Regions from separate parts of the Mus musculus genome. Here region 2 is linked to region 1. A link is a contact called in public HiChIP or PLAC-seq data. All regions are on one chromosome and are shown on one strand. The core of a region is the stretch at or near the end of the contact, and the rest is flanking DNA. Distances in the headings are between cores, read along the strand shown.

What was found. HiChIP or PLAC-seq counts read pairs in DNA pulled down with a chosen protein or histone mark.
Region 2: a contact with region 1 is called in an H3K27ac HiChIP or PLAC-seq map of embryonic stem cells, with 5 read pairs. The contact joins two enhancer-like sites. A contact is called at or near these places in 1 of 39 promoter capture datasets (macrophages), 1 of 484 Hi-C or Micro-C datasets (cortical neurons), 1 of 115 datasets of contacts at active chromatin or transcription factors (embryonic stem cells) and 3 of 9 other capture datasets (adipose tissue, liver and pancreatic islet).

What each region holds. Positions count from the first base shown.
Region 1 is chr10:127,269,882-127,277,725 of GRCm38.p6, forward strand. It overlaps Dctn2 (dynactin 2), which reads left to right. Exons shown (of 14, transcript NM_027151.2): 3 at 4,833-4,929; 4 at 5,113-5,174; 5 at 5,943-6,041; 6 at 6,503-6,663; 7 at 6,821-6,968; 8 at 7,374-7,439; 9 at 7,606-7,644; 10 at 7,814-7,844. Among named protein-coding and RNA genes, the nearest start is that of Dctn2, 7.5 kb to the left of the region's middle. Within about 2 kb of position 4,935, at least 19 of the 459 cell types and tissues checked have an H3K27ac peak or open chromatin away from gene starts, as enhancers often do. A contact at or near this core is called in adipose tissue and embryonic stem cells, where this site is marked.
Region 2 is chr10:127,421,595-127,429,438 of GRCm38.p6, forward strand. The region is part of intron 2 of R3hdm2 (R3H domain containing 2); the gene reads left to right. Among named protein-coding and RNA genes, the nearest start is that of Gm23819, 21 kb to the left of the region's middle. Within about 2 kb of position 5,242, at least 84 of the 459 cell types and tissues checked have an H3K27ac peak or open chromatin away from gene starts, as enhancers often do. A contact at or near this core is called in adipose tissue and embryonic stem cells, where this site is marked.

The DNA of each region.
Region 1 (7,844 bases), core at 3,685-6,184:
GCTGGGGCAGGAAAGAAGTAGGTTTGGTTTGTTTGTTTTCAAATGATCCCAATTTTTCTTCTATTTCTTTAAAACAATTTTAGCTGGAAGTAAAGTATTTTACAACAGGAATGGGCTGGAAAATAACAGAGGCTGGCAGCCCTTCCCTTCACTGTATGGGAAGATCTGCATCTCAGCCACGCCCTGGCTGTCTGAGACAATGGCTTCTCAGAGTGGCCTCTTTGGAAAGCCACCTCCCAAACTGAATGCCCTCTCGGGGCCCACAGCCTGCCTTGGGTCCTGAAAGCACTCTGCTCATGGCTTAACCAGAGAAAATTAAGGACGCCTCAGAAGAACAGGACTCAGCTTCTCCCACCCTGTATGATATAGCCACTCCGAGGCCATGGAGAAGGAAGATTTCTGAGTCTACTTGGTGCCCTCTCCCCACAACTGAGGCATGCCCTACCCCTGCCCAAAATTAGCCTTGTGTCTGAGGTTTGCTCTCACAGTTTGGAGTCACAGAGGGGGCTGACTGTTCATTGACTGTTGCTGCAGTTTACTTACTGGAGTTTTTCCTAACGCTTCCCCCATCCTCCCTCCTCACCACCCTGCCTGGACACTAGTTTGCACAAGTAAGGCCATTCAATGCTTCTCTGCATGCTTGTTCATTGCCATCTTGCATGCAGTGCTCTGCCTCTTTGCAATTGTTGTAGCTAATTGTTTTGTTTCAAATTCCAAGGAGTCCCTGTTTGGGTCTTGCTGGCCTTATGTTTAAAGATCATTAATCAAAGTTTAGAAGCACAACTGTGATGCACGAATCATTGTGAATCATTGTCTCTTCACCTTATGAGATCTGCAGAATAAAACTGGAAGGAAGGAGGGAGTCAAAACATGGAGGCCTTTAAACATAGGGTATAGATTTGGAAGAAGTTGCAAGAAGAAATTTTTATGACCTGGCCTTCAGCCATCGTTGACGAGGGTGGAGAGCAAAGGGGAAAGCCAGACCCTTGCTCCCACTTCTTCCTTGTTTGTCGATTATTGGGCGAGAAAGGCCCTTTTGATATTCTCCGATGCTAAGCCTTTGTTGAGAAGCAGGATGAGAGAAGGTACTATGTGTGATTTTAGGATAATAATTTGGGTTACCTGTGTTTCCCGAGTTTTTCTGTTTCTGTATTCCTCGTTTAGAAATGATGGGCTATCAGCATTATGCTGGTCCGTCCTGGACAGTTTTATTCTACAGCTCTCTCCATGTTCCTTGTCACCATGGTTCGGAAGTCCCCCTGGCTGAAGTATTGCATAGAGCCTGAACAGCCTCAGCAGAGTGGCCTCCGTCCCTGTCTGATTTAGAGCCTTAGGTCTAGTTCTCTGAGGCAAGGCCACTTGGCCAAACAACCATGAATGAGAGGAGTGGGAGCCAGGGTCCAGGTGAGCTGGACCCAAGATCAGAGCACTTTGACTTTTCTAATTTTCTGTTGTATATCAAATTTCTACGATAACTGTTTCTAGTACATATTTTAGGAATTATGCCGTGAACCTCATCCTCTCCCAACCCCCATGCAGATAAGCTTGGTATATACAGCACACACCACTGCTCATGCCTGTTGTGGGTTTTTGCTGGATTGCTTTGTTTTTTGCCTCTTCCCTCTTGGTTTGAACTTCACTTACAGTCCATGGTCTCCCCCTTCTTGATTTTTTTCCCAGGCTGCTTTTAGCTTGGTGAGAGCAAGTTAGAAACAAGTACAGTACCTCTGTTTCTCTTGTGGGTGAGAGCAAGTTAGAAACAAGTACAGTACCTCTGTTTCTCTTGTGGCTCTGCATGTGTGTTCCAGTGGGTGCTTATGCCCACTTGTGTACAGGGACATCGTAGGACCATGGAGTCACTGAACGTGGGCAAAAGAGGCCAAAATAAAAGGAGCTGCAACTGGGCTGGGTGACCTGTTAGGGAGGAAGTGCATGTTTGTCCCTCACATGGGTTTTCTCACATACGATGTCAACCAGCCCTCCACCTTTCCACCCATCCATCAACAGAGCTAGAGAGGCAGGGCACACAGTTGGAGCCCACCAGGCTGGCTTGGAAGTAAGATCTAGACATTAGCCACGTGAACTGCTAAGGGAGAGCCTCCCTTGAGAACTGTGGGCGCTCAGTCAGTGTCAGGTCCCCAGAATCTCCACCTTCTTTGTGTCACATCCTGCCATTTCTATAGCTTCCCCTCACCTGAGCCTTCTCTTCTGCACTTCCCGTTCTGCCCCAGCTTGCAGCAGCTAACTCCTCGTGTCCAGCACTCACTCTCCGATGGCTGCTGCTCAATGGCAAAGCTCCACACATCCTCAGCACCAGAGAGGAAAGGGTCTCCAGGTCTCCTTCTCGTGGGGCACATTCTGACCTCAGCTAGAAATCTTGGCCCCCAAATTTTGATAGGTTCCCCTGGGGCTCTGTGGTGCAGTGTTTGAAGACTCATGTAGTGCATGTGACAATTTGCTAATAACAATTTTGTCTTTTTTTTCCCTCCCTCATCCCTCTCCCCCACGCCCTTTCCTTTTTAACTCTTGATTTTCTCACCTCTGGGGAAACCACAAGGAGCTGGTAAGAAGTCCAACCTTGCGTCTGCTTTGTAACGGGGTGTGCTGTGGTGGGCAGGGGTTCTATCCTTTCATCTCTACTAAACCTTTGGCCTCCTAGTCAGTCCCACACTCAGCACCCATTCCTGTCTCACAAGACACTGTAGTGGCATGGCAGGTCTGAGATGCTGAAGGCCAGCATGTGTGGCCCTCCTGGCCCAGGCCTTGCTTTCTACAGCAACTGCTGAGACCCACTGAGCCTCTCCTCGGTGCTGGCCCTTGTTGTTCCCAGCTCTCCCTACTTAAGGAAGCCATCAGACGCAGGCTGTCCCTCTGTCCCTCACAGAGCACTTTCTCTTCAGGTTGTGCCCCGTGCCTTTTCCTTTCCTTTTCTTTTTTCATTTGTGTGTTGGTGGTAGCAGAGGTCTAGCGCAGGGGCTGAAGCCTGCAAGGTCAGTCCTCCAGCACCAAGTGACAGCACCAGCCTCTCATCCGCTTCTTTTCTTCTTTTAAGATGGGATCTCACTCTATAGACTAGCTCGACCTGGAACTCAAAGTGACCCAGCCTGCTTGGTGCTGGGATTAAAAGTGTCTTCTGCTGCTGTCTGGCCATCTTTTTAAGAAGTTAGTTTTTTTGGTTTTGTTTTTGAGTAGAGTCTTGGGATCCTAGCTGACCTGGAACTCAGAGTGAAGACCAGGCTGGCTGCAGACTTGCAGCTATCCTTCTGCTTCAGCCTCCCAAACGCTGGGATTACAGTGTGAGCGTCTTCCTGGGTGCTGGGATTACACACCTGTGCCACCATGCTTGTCTGAAAAGGGGCCTCTGCCTTGTTGGCTTTTATGGAGAGAAACCATGTTTCCGGGAGCCAGCAGCACAGCTATGCTTGCCTGTCTTGAGCTGCTATCCTTAGGCAGTTTAGAGACCAGAAACCACAGGGCTACTTGGCAAGTGGGGACTTCTGAGGGGAAGGGGTGAGGGGGACTCCGATGTCTCTTCTCTCCACTGGGCCCTTGTCTTGTCCCTCTGCCTAACAGCTGCCTGAAGGGAGGGAAGCTGCTGCTTTGTCCTCGCCTTCTCTCTTGTCCTCAGCCCGAGGCTGCCGCCCATGCCCGCCACGTTCCCCCTGTGACTCTGGAGAGGGGAGGATGGACCCTCCTTGCAGCCAGTGCTCTCTCTCCTGTCCTGGTTCTCCTCCCTGCTCCCCACACACCCACACACAGGCAGAGAGAGCACCTAAGCTCACACCTAAGAGATGGGCCCAGGCCTGTTCTTTTTCTTCTCCAGGAAGGAAGGGATGGAGGGAGGACGGAAGGCAGGGAGGGAGGGAGGAAGGAAGGCAGGGAGGGAGGGAGGAAGGAAGGCAGGCAGGCAGGCTTTTCTAAGAGACTCTAATGTGCAACAACCCGATTGAGCTTCATTTCCTAGATTCAGGGAGATGTCAACCCCTAACAAAACAGCACTCCTAGGCACCTCCCTTCCTTCAGCACTGTAGTGACCTTCCCTGGTTGGAAGATGTAGTTGTTGATGTGTAAGGAGTGTCACCCTCAGGTCTAGGGTACAGTGTTCCCTCTCTGCATGTGCCTGACTTGATTGTTTGGGTGCAACAGAGTGGTCTAGTAGCAGGGGCACATGCCACGCTTCTCAGTGCTGGGGGCTATGTCCAGCCCTTGCCTAAGGTGCTCCTGGGATACTTGTAAGGTGTCCCTTTAATAGTAACCCGCTGAGCTGTCGCTGCTCCTCCATATCCCGAGCTGTCTGGCCCCACAGTAGCCCAGAAACCAGGCTTCTAAGCACACACTCTGCCAATAGTCCTCTTCTATCTATGAGTTGGTATCTTACCTTGTACAGATTAAACCTGCCATTTTACATTGAGAATATTGCCCTTGCCTCCTCCTCCCCGTCCAGCATGGGCGAAGAGTCAGCTCTATGGACTTGTTTAGCCAGGGAAGAAGATTTACTTTTGGGAGGGGGAGGTTAGGAGAGGTCAAGTTTGTTTCTTGCCCTGAGTGCATGGTGTATGCCAGATAACTGGGAGAGGCTGAGGGAGGGAGGCTTATGTACAGAGTGGGTGGGGGAGGCTACACTGCCTCTGTCCCTAGCTAAATCAGGGTGTTAATACTTATACTACCAAGGCTCCAGCTTTACCAGGAGGCTTCTCTTTCCCAGGCTGAGCCTGGGTGGGAGGCTTGGAATGGAGCCCCCCTTCTTTCTCCTTGGAAAAATAGAGTGCAGTGGCTTAGTAGTTTGGGGGCTTTGTGGGATAGAAGAAATGCTAAGGTCCCTGTCCCCTCAGGAGGAACTGAGCAGCACAAGCGTGGAACACATCATTGTCAACCCCAACGCTGCCTACGACAAGTTCAAGGACAAGAGAGTGGGAACAAAGGGGCTTGGTGAGCCTGGGCTGGAGGCTTGGGGAGGGGATGCGGGCGTGGTCCTAGAGAGCGAACAAGCTGCCTGAGCCCTGCGGATCCGATCCCTTGTGGAGCCTTCTGGGACCAGCCCTCACAGTCACCTTGGTCTGGGGCTGAACTGGGCCTAGACCAGCTCATTCAGTAGTCTTCTTCTCTTGACAGATTTCTCAGATCGCATTGGAAAGACCAAGAGGACAGGATATGAGTCTGGAGACTATGAAATGGTTTGTTGTGTGATGACCGTGGGGTGAGCCTAGAGCAGGCCTGCAGGGGAGTGAGCAGTGTTAAGTTTGGGGCTTTGTTTCTTTATTTTAAATTTCTCTCTCTCTTATTTTTTTGTCTTTGTTTTTTGCCTTGGGGATTATTATTATTTTGTTGTGTTTTTGTTGTTGTTTCAAGACAGGGTTTCTCTGTGTAGCCCTGGCTGTCCTGGAACTTGCTCTGTAGACCAAGCTGGCCTTAAACTCAGAGAATCATCTGCCTCTGCCTTCCAAGTGCTGGGATTAAAGTCTTGTACCACCATACCTGGCTTTGGTTTTTGTTTTGTTTCTTTAAGATTTATTTATTTTTATATTGTGCAAATGAGTATTTACCTGCATGAATGTACCATGTGTGTGCCTGATGTTTGGAGAGACCAGAAGAGAGCATTGGATTCTGTAGAAATAAGGTTACAGATGGTTGTAATTCACCTTATGGCTGCTGGGACTGAAGGTCTCTGAGGGCAGCCAGTGCCCTTAGCTGCTGAGCCTGAGGGATGTAGTCTTAGTCTGAGTTTGTCTGAGTGTCATCCACGCAAAATACATTTGAGAGTGTTGTGCTCCCTGCTACAGTTCTGGAGTCTCCAGATCTCTGTTGTCTCCCTCTCTTCTGTAAGAGGGTAGTGAGGATCCAGGTGGTAGAGGGATACCTTATGACTTAGGTCCAAGGTTTGGATTAACTCCGAGGGCTCCCTCTAATGGGACAGGTAACATCAACTTCCTCCTTGTCTCTAGCTTGGAGAGGGTCTGGGAGTGAAGGAGACACCGCAGCAGAAGTACCAACGACTACTGCATGAAGTCCAAGAGCTGACAACTGAGGTGGAGAAGATCAAGGTAACGTCCATACCCTGGCTTCTGAGTGCCTGGGCTGTGAGGTTTCCAGAGCTGGGGAATACAAATCTATATTTAACACTGTTAAATTCAGTGCTGTTCTAAAATCTATCCTGGGCACGTGGCAGTGGTGACTGGAAAGATTAAGAGCACTGGCTGCCCCTTTGGAGGATCCAGGTTCTATTATCATCACCCATTTAGGGCCTCCCAACCATCTGTAACTCTAGTCCCATGGGATCTGATACCCCCTTCAGGCCCCTATGGCCACTGCATGCATGTGATATACACACTGCATGCATGTGGCACACACATTGCATGCATGTGGTACACACACTTCATGCATGTGGTATACACACTGCATACATGCAGATACATAAAGTAAATAAAACAGCCTGGCCATGGCTTTCTCCGAGGTTGCTTTTTTTTTTCTCACTTCCATCCTGTCTTACGGACTCCTCCATCAGACGACAGTGAAGGAGTCAGCCACCGAGGAGAAGCTCACCCCTGTGGTGCTGGCTAAGCAGCTGGCTGCCCTGAAGCAGCAGCTGGTGGCTTCCCACCTGGAGAAGCTTCTGGGACCAGATGCTGCAATCAACCTTGCCGACCCAGACGGAGCCCTAGCTAAGTGAGTGCCCTCAGCCGCGGCAGAGCCACTGCTGAGTGGGACTGTGCAGGACAGGAGGGAGATGGTTAGCCATTCTCTAATGAGAATTATGAGGCAGAAGATTCAAATAGCCCTCATCTTTTGGGTCTGGATATTATCACTTGTTCTTGTGCCCCAGGCGCTTACTGCTGCAGCTGGAAGCAACTAAGAGCAGCAAAGGCAGTTCAGGGGGTAAGGCTACAGCTGGGGCCCCCCCAGACAGCAGCCTGGTCACCTATGAACTCCACTCACGGCCTGAGCAGGACAAGTTCTCTCAAGCTGCCAAAGTAAGTATGAGTGTAGCATAGGTTGGGAGCTAGGGAAAAGTCAGGTAGTGTAGGCTGGGAGCCAGGGAGGGAGGTGCGAGTGGCCTTTGCAGGGCCAGGCCTAGGAGGGAAAGCTTTTGAGTCCTGGGAGAGCTTCGGACTCCTCCTGAAGTCTTACTCGCTGTATTTCCTTGCATTTCTGGTTTTTGAGGTAGGGTCTCAACACTAGCTTTAAACTCAAGGATGTGGCTTAGGCTGGCTCTGAACTCCAGATCCTCCTGCCTCTGTACCTCCCAAGCTGTCCATCTACTTTAAACTTAAGTTTAAGATTGTAGCTAGGGATGTGGTCCAAGAAGGGAGCCCTTGCAGGGGTTGGAGGGTGACAAAGAATCGCCTCCTCCTCTTGCCCCTCCTCCTCCCCCATAGGTTGCAGAACTCGAGAAGCGTCTGACAGAGCTGGAGGCCACTGTCCGATGTGACCAGGATGCTCAGGTCAGGTGCTCTCCTGTACTAAGTCTACAGTACTCAGAGCCCTGAGTAATGATCCCGTAGTTCACAGTGTTCCCACAATCTGGAAGCTAGGGGGTTACAGCTAGAACCAGGAGTCATCCTATGGCTGTATGAAGACTCCTGACTTCTTCCCTCCATTTCCCACCAGAATCCCCTTTCTGCAGGTCTACAGGGAGCCTGCCTTATGGTGAGTCTGGAAGGAGCTGGCATGTGGATTACAGGGGTCAATGGGAATGTCTTAATTATGATAATGAGTGGGTTTATAGCCCTAGATTAATTCCAGTGAAATGTTGCAGACCTTTTTTATAATTTGATTCTTCTCCTGGTGACACTTGTCCAAACCCTTCCTTGACTAGGAAACGGTAGAACTGTTGCAAGCCAAAGTGA
Region 2 (7,844 bases), core at 3,992-6,491, 150 kb after region 1:
AATTTTGAATCTGTATAGCTAAAGCAAAGGTTAGGAAGGATTTGCGAGGTATAAACCTAGTTGTGAGCTTTAACAGCCCTAGATGGTTAGTTTTGGATTCTATTTGTGCTTTCAGTTCCTTTTAAGCCTGTCCATTTTAATATAGATGATCTCTGAAGGGACCTGCGGAGGTCAGTTTGAAGAACTCAGTAGACTAGAGCCTAGGAAAAGCTAAAGCCGCCTTGTGTATAAAGCATGCATATTTGGATAGCACATGCCAACTTGTTCCTTTAACAACATGCCTGTTTATTTTCTGTCTTGATTTATTTCTTGTTTTGTACTGCCATTATTCAGAATTCTTCGTAAGAAGTGAAAAAAAAACCTAGATTGGGCTGTTTTGCTTAGATATGCAGTTCTATTTTCTGTGGTACCTCAGTAATTTATTATATCCATAAATGTTTCAGACTAACAATTTAACTTTATTTAGCCGGAAGTAGGGTGGAGGAGACAAGGGTAGCTGTAGAGTAAATGAAGAGCAATGGATGCTCTCTCTTCACTGGAGACAGAGGCAGGGCTGCAAGTGTGGTGGTAAGCATGGTTCCACTGCGGCTCTGCATCTTGATATTTCAGCAAATATGTGGGTAATTTCTCATTAGCTTTTCAGGAAACCCCTGTGGTGGACAGCCCTCCTCAGCCGTTGCTGGGAGACTGCTCTGACGTCACTGTCTGCAGCCAGAGCAGGAATAGCCTGTGAGAGGAAGAACTGCTGGGAAATTAAAAGATGACAGTTTTTTAAAACGTGGTTTTCATTTGATTTAGGGGTGGGTAGGATATATCTAAAGCCTTTTTTTTTTAACCGTTTCAGTCATTTCCAAGCTCCCTAAAAAATACCAAAAGATTATTTTCTTTCAACTAAAAGTGTCTTTTTAATTTTGTTTTCTAATTATCAGGGCTTTAGTAAAGGTCAAGGAAAAAAGCTCTTAAAGGTGTTAGAAAAGTAAGATTACAGTTTCTTTTTATCATTCGTGTTCTTTCACTCTCTCCCTTTTGGAGGATTAGGGAAAGATCAAAGCTTTTGTAGAGGGTGATTTAGCATAATTTAAGAATAATTAAAAACACATGTTGGGAAGACATTTTGGCAACACTGACTGTATTGTTTTATATGATTTATTTACTTATCTAATTGCTGAAAAGAGGGTCTCGCACAGCTGGGGACAACCTCAGACTTGCCGATAGCCAACAATGACCTTGAGTTCCTCATCCTCCTGCCTCTGCCCCTGCAGCCCTGGTGCTGCCGGAGTGAGTTCTGGTGATGCTGACAGGAGACCGTTTCTGAACACCTCTTTCTCCTAGCCTCTCCCCTTTGTTAATAGCCTGTTATTAGTTTCACTTTAAGAAAGGGGTTCCTCTGGGTGTGGTCCACCCCACCCCCCAAGTGGATTTCTGAGTTTGAGTCCAGACTGATATACAGATTGAATTCCAGGAGAGCCAGGGCTACACAGAAAAACACTGTCTTGACAAAAAAACAAAATAAAGAGCAAAAAGCATTCTTGTTGAATGTTTGCTCTACCAATTGCTGATAGTTATCAACTATTTTTTTTTCATGTGTAAAATGAGTATAATAGTACCCACTCCCTAGATATTTTTAAGGGTCATAGGGATATGGGCCTTTTCTGTTTGTGAGCTAAGGCTCTAAGGTGGCTCAGTAGGTTAGGGTTTAGGGAGGGCACTTAACTGTCAAATCTGATGGATAAACTAAATTCTAAATTCAGTCCCTGGAACCCATGTGGTGAAAAGAGAAGTCACTTCCACAAGTTACCTTCTGAGTTGCCTACCTAGACACACACACACATTCTCTCTCTCTCTCTCTCTCTCTCTCTGTCACTCACACACACATTCTCTCTCTCTGTCACTCACACACACACACACACACTATAAAGCAAACAAAAAAGACAGTCCTATAACACTTTTTAAAAATTTATATGTGTATAAATACATATACAGAGATATACACTGGGAGTCTTCCATGATCACTTTCTACCTTAAAATATTTTTATTATATTTAAATTTTATGGGCCTGGAGAGATGGTTAAGAGGTGGTTAAGAGCACTGGCTGCTGTTGCAGAGGATCTGAGTTCAGTTCCCAGGACCCACCTGGCAGGTCATAACTATCAGTAACTCTAGTTCTAGGGGAACTGATGCCCTCTTCCGTCCCCCACGGGTAACAGGCACAGGCACATACATAAGTGAATCTTTCTCTCCCTTCCCTTTTCTCCCTCTAAACCCTAATCGTTTTTAAGATAATTTTTATTATGTATATGAGTGTTTTGCCTGCATGTACAACTCTCTACCTCATGCATCCCTGGTTCTGGAGGAGCTTAGGTGAGGTAACTGCAGTTGGAGTTACTGATGGCGGTGGGCTGGGAATGGAGCCCTAGCTGTGTAAGAGCAGCCAGTGCATTTAACCACTGAGCTTTTTTATACATAACATTTACCAGGTCTTATTTATGGACCACCTGTCTAGGGATGGTGCTCCCCATGGGGGGCTAGGCCCTCCCACATCAGGGCAGTTTTTCACTGGCCAATCTGATTTTATGTTATTTTGTGTCTTGTGTGTGTGTGTGTATGAGCACATCTATGCCATTGCATGTGTGAGGTGGTCAGGACAAGCTGTAGAAATCTGCTCTTTCCTTCCTTCTACTATGTTGTCCCAAGGTGCCCTTTTCCAATGAGCTATTTTGCCAGTCTTCTTTTCTTTTCTTTTTTTAATTTATCTTTGTGCACATGTGTGTGTGTGTGTGGTATATGTATGTGTACATGTTCAGACCCACATAATATGCCTGTGGAGCAAAAGGTCCAGATTGTCATATCCTCCTCTGTAGGGATCCATGGTTTGTTTGTTTGAGACTGGTTGTCCATTCCATTTTGTTTTTCTGTTGCTGCGATAAATAACTCTGACCTAAAAGCAGCTTGGAGAGGAAAAGGTTGCTCTCTTCTTACAGTTTACAGTCCATCATCGAGGAAAGTCAGGCTGAAACTCAAGGCAGGGATCTTAGAAGAGACCCATGAGGAAGCGCTGATGACGGCTCATCCGCAAGCTGACTCTTGGGCTCATGCTTAGCTGTCATTTGTATGTAGCCCAGGATCACCTGCCTCGGGATGGTGCTCCCCATGGTGGGCTGGGTCCTCCCACAGCAGTCAGCAATCAGGACAGTTTTTCACTGGCTCATCTGATCTGGGCAGTTCCCCAGTTGAAACTCCTTCAGCTCTGGGCTGTTGTCAAGCTAACTGGAACAGTCTCTCGCTTACTGATTGGGCAGACTGGCTGGTCTGTGAACCCCAGGGTCCTTCTGTCTTCTCCCTGTCTTCTACTTCCCAGTGCAAGGATCATAGGCCCAGCTTTTTTGCATGGGTGCTAGGGATCCAAACTCACATCCTCATGCTTTCCTGACTCAAGCATCTCCTTATGCCTCGGTTCCCAGGTATTTTAAAGACTGAGTTAGCGTTAGCCATCATTCATGATATTTAGAAATCAAATAGGGTAATGCTACCTGCGTTTCCACGTTACTGGGAACTTATTTGTTTCTATGTGAAGCACATATGGAAGTCAGGACAACTTTTGAGGAGTTGGAGTTGGTTCTTTTCTTTCACCTTGTTTGAGGCAGGGTATCTTATTTCTGCTGAACTGTATCAAGCGAGGCTAGCTGGCCCACAAGCTTCTTGAGACCTCTCCTTCTCTGCCTCCCATTTACCTAGAGTATTAGGATTACAGATGTGAGCACACATGTGGTCATCAGGCTTGCACGTCAAAAGCTTTTATCTGCTGAGTCATCTGGTCAGTCATCCTCCCTTTTGGGGGTGGTATGAGGATCATACCTAGAGCTTTCTGCATGTTATGTGAGCTACATCTCAGCCTTCACGTGCAAGCTTTGAGGAAACAGATTTTCAAGCCATGTAAAGAATGCGTTTCTAAAGTAAATTATAAGTATAGAGTGAGCATTTCAGACATGCGTCTTAAGCATCATTGCCAGGTTCTGAGGCACACACCTTTAATCCCAGCATTCCAGAAGTAATCTCAAAGGCCAGTCTATGAACATGCACTCTGAAAGATTATCTTTTCTCCTTTTTGACCATCATTTATCTTTTGGTTGGTTTGGGTTTGTTATTTCTGGTTTTGTAGAGAAACTCACTACATAAGCCTCAGATTTACTGTGTAGCCACCCCAACCTTAAATTCTAAGTCCTCCGACTCCAGCCACCTAAGGGCTAAGGCCAGGTGTCTGTTAGTAGGGAATGCCTAATTAACTTATCAGAGTGGACCAGGCCTCCATGTTCTCCCAGCATTCCGCTGTCCTACTGTTAAAGAGCATGGTTGGCACACCCTGTCCTCTACTCTGAACTCTCCAGTCCAGGGGCTGGGCTGCCCTTCCTTTGACCTTTGGCCTCCTGGCTGCTGTACCTGATCCCTCCCTCTCTCTTCCCTTCCTCTCCTCCTCTCCCCATATGGTTCAGGGTAGTGACCACTCTGAACTCTCTTAGATGTTTGTCCCTCTGGTTAGGTCTCCCTTATATTGATAATAAACTTTCTCCTCCACCATACTTAGGAGCAGCAGCCCTCCCATCCCCTCCTCTCCCTCTCCCTCTCCCTCTCCCCCCTCTCCCCCCTCTCCCCCCTCTCCCTCTCCTCTCCCTCTCCCTCTCCCTCTCCCTCTCCCTCTCCCTCTCCCTCTCCCTCTCCCTCTCCCTCTCCCTCTCCCTCTCCCTCTCCCTCTCCCTCTCCCTCTCCCTCTCCCTCTCCCTCTCCCTCTCCCTCTCCCTCTCCCTCTCCCTCTCCCTCTCCTCTATCTCTTTTTCATCCAGTGTGCACAACCATGCCTGTTTGGGCTTTTGTTGTAGTTTGATTGCTTTATTTTCAGACTCTGACTCGTGGCCTCCTCCTGCCTTAGCCTCCAGAGTGCTGGAGTTCTAGGCATGGGCTCCCTACCATTGTTCTGATTTACATGTTCTGCCTTAGCTCTCCATGTTGTGGGGGTCTTTGACTGTGATAGAGCTATCTCCTTGCTCAGGTGGGCTTAATTCTAGAGAAAATATGGCCATAGAAATGCAGCAGCCACTGAATCACTCTGAGTGGCCCCAGGATCTTGTCTTAAAAACAGTGAAGAATAATGAGCCAGGACAGCAGAGGAGCCAGAGCTTTACTGAGGTGGAGAGGAAGTCTGGCCTCCTGCCTGGGCCCTTTTTATGCCCAATACTTGGTCCTGATTGGCTTATGTAAACAAAGGGTTGTGCTGAGAGCCTTCAGCTTTGCTGAATTGGATGGCTGTGGAGGACTGAGATAGCTCAGGAAGAGCCTGCCATCCACAGAAGAAGTTACTAGGAGGGGGAAGAACCAGGAAGTGAGGAGTTGCTGATCAGCTTAAAGGCCCGTGGTCTTGTTATGTTAATATGTCACAGCCATTTAAAATCTACAGCTCCTGCCTAGCGTGTTGGCACACATTTAAATTCCAGCCCTGAGGCTGAAGCAGAAGGACCTGTATGAGTTCATGCAGGCCTACATAAGTGAGACCCTGTCTCAGACCACAGCACCATTCACAGCTTCTTAGGGAAATCCATGGAGTATGAACTTTATTCTACAGACTCTGCTCTCAAGGCCCAATCTAATATTTATATGCAGAAGGACTTCTGAGCTAAACTTAGAACTTTGGAGCTAAATTTGGCAAGATGTGCAGTTTGGGGCCAGCTGCTGCACCCACTGCAGTGCTGTCTGGGGAACTGGTGCTGCTGGTTGGCAGGTATTTCTCCTGAGGTCAGCCTAGAGCTTCTGCCTACACAGTACTCATCAAGAAGACAGACAACCTGCCAGTTTGTAACGCTTCTTCTTATCCTTATCTGTCTGAAAGAACCTACCTTACTCCTGTCTCTGTCATTTGGACATTTGCCTCTGGTGTCCACCTCTGGAAAGCCATTCCTTCCTTACTCTTCCGGTTGGGTGCTGTGCTCATGGTACTCCTCTTCCTCTGGATATCTGTGAGTGTACTCACTCATAGATATGGCATCCTGTGTATGGTGAGTCCTTAAAATACTGCCACATTTCTTAATACTGCCACATTTCTTAAAATAAACTGATTTGCAGGCTGGGTGGTAGTGCCTAGCATTGACGTGAAGGCTTTGTGTTCACTAAGTATGTACTGTGCCATTGAGGTGCCTTGACCTTCCCTCCCCAAATCCAGAATTTTAAATGGGCCAAATATCGAGCAAAAAATACTAAGCAATCCAACATCCTGTTACCCTTTATCTTCTTTTAGTTTTATGCTGTAACATATTTTAGAAGGAGAGCCTAGCCTTTAATGGCTGAGCCATCTCACCAGCCCACTATTATAACTTAGAGTCTTATTCTTTTGTATCTTTTGAAGTTTTTCTTTTTTTGTATTGCTTACTAACCTATCATAGTGCATTGACAAGAGCCAGCAATGTGTGTAACACTCATAACAAACTCTCTCTGCTTGGAGATTTTAATCTTCCCTGTACCTTCTCTAGTATATATGGAGAAAGAAGAGTTAATTTTTTTAAAAAGGGAAATGAACTGCAGAAAAGCAGGAAGTGGGCAAGTTCATAACTCAGTGGGCAAAAGAGATGCTCACCATTCTGACAGCCTAAGTCCAGTCCTTAGGACCTACATAGTTGAAGGAGACAGTTCTGCCAAGTGCGTGTTCACTTGCACACACACACAAAGATATAGACTAGATGTAGAAGAAAACTTGATTTATAAAAGAGAGAGAGCATGTAGTATTGCCCATGTGTGTTCTGAAAGTTTGAGACCCACTGTAAGGCCTGAGAGATGGGCTTGACCCGGAACAGGTGAAAACATTAGTTCACTAAAGAAGCTGTGTCAAAGTAACTTTTATTCTCCTGATGTAATTGTTGTCTCCAAGGCTTACTGCCTCAGTCTGCTGAGCTAGGCCTGGTCCTGCAAGCTTCTAGCCTCTGTACAATCTTATCTAGGCCTAGAGTGTTTTCATCCTTGGAGACTTAAGGCTGAATAAGCTCACCCTTTCTAGCTCTTTCTGAACTCTGACTGGCGAGTTCAACCCAGTTCTGGCTCAGACTCCTCTTCGAGGCGACAGACTCAATCTGGTTTTTGTTGGTTTCTCCTGAAGTGCTCTGCTTGGCCTCATACTAACTTTGGCAGTCTGTTCTAATCTTCTGGCTCCTTCTCATTCTCTGGCTCCTGTCTTCACCTGTGTTGGGCTTGTTCTCTCTCTGCAACCTGTCTCTGTACAACTGTCCCAGTAAAACTGCCTCCTTCCTTTCCTCCTTCTCTGTCTGCACTGCTCTCTTAAGTAGTCTCTCTTTCCTCTCTCTCCTCATGAGAGTTGGGCAGATCCTATTCTGTGAGATCGATCATTCTTTACCTTGTCTGCCACTCAATTAAACATCACTTTCAAACATGGGTAATTTCCTTCTACAAAACAACTTTTTACCTTTATTGTTTGTCATTAAAGGTGTAAGGCCTGGAGAGATGGCTAAGTGGTTACAAGCACTGGCTGCTCTTCCAAAGGACCAGAGTTCAGTTCCCAGCACCCATATGGCAACTCACAACTGTCTGTAACTCCAGTTTCAGGGGACCTGACATCCTCACATAAAATTAAACTAGAAAGAAAGAAAGAAAAGGAGAGAGAGCATATGCATGAACGAGCGAGAGGGAGGGATGGAGGAAGGAAGGAAGAAAGAAAGAAGTATACTAAGGGCAGGTCTGTGTTCCAACCAAAGGGATTAAAGGTAAGAGCTGAGCCACACCACAACTAGAAACATGTTTTTTGGTTTTTGTTTCCAGTATGTAACACATTCTTGGGGTTCACAGTGTGA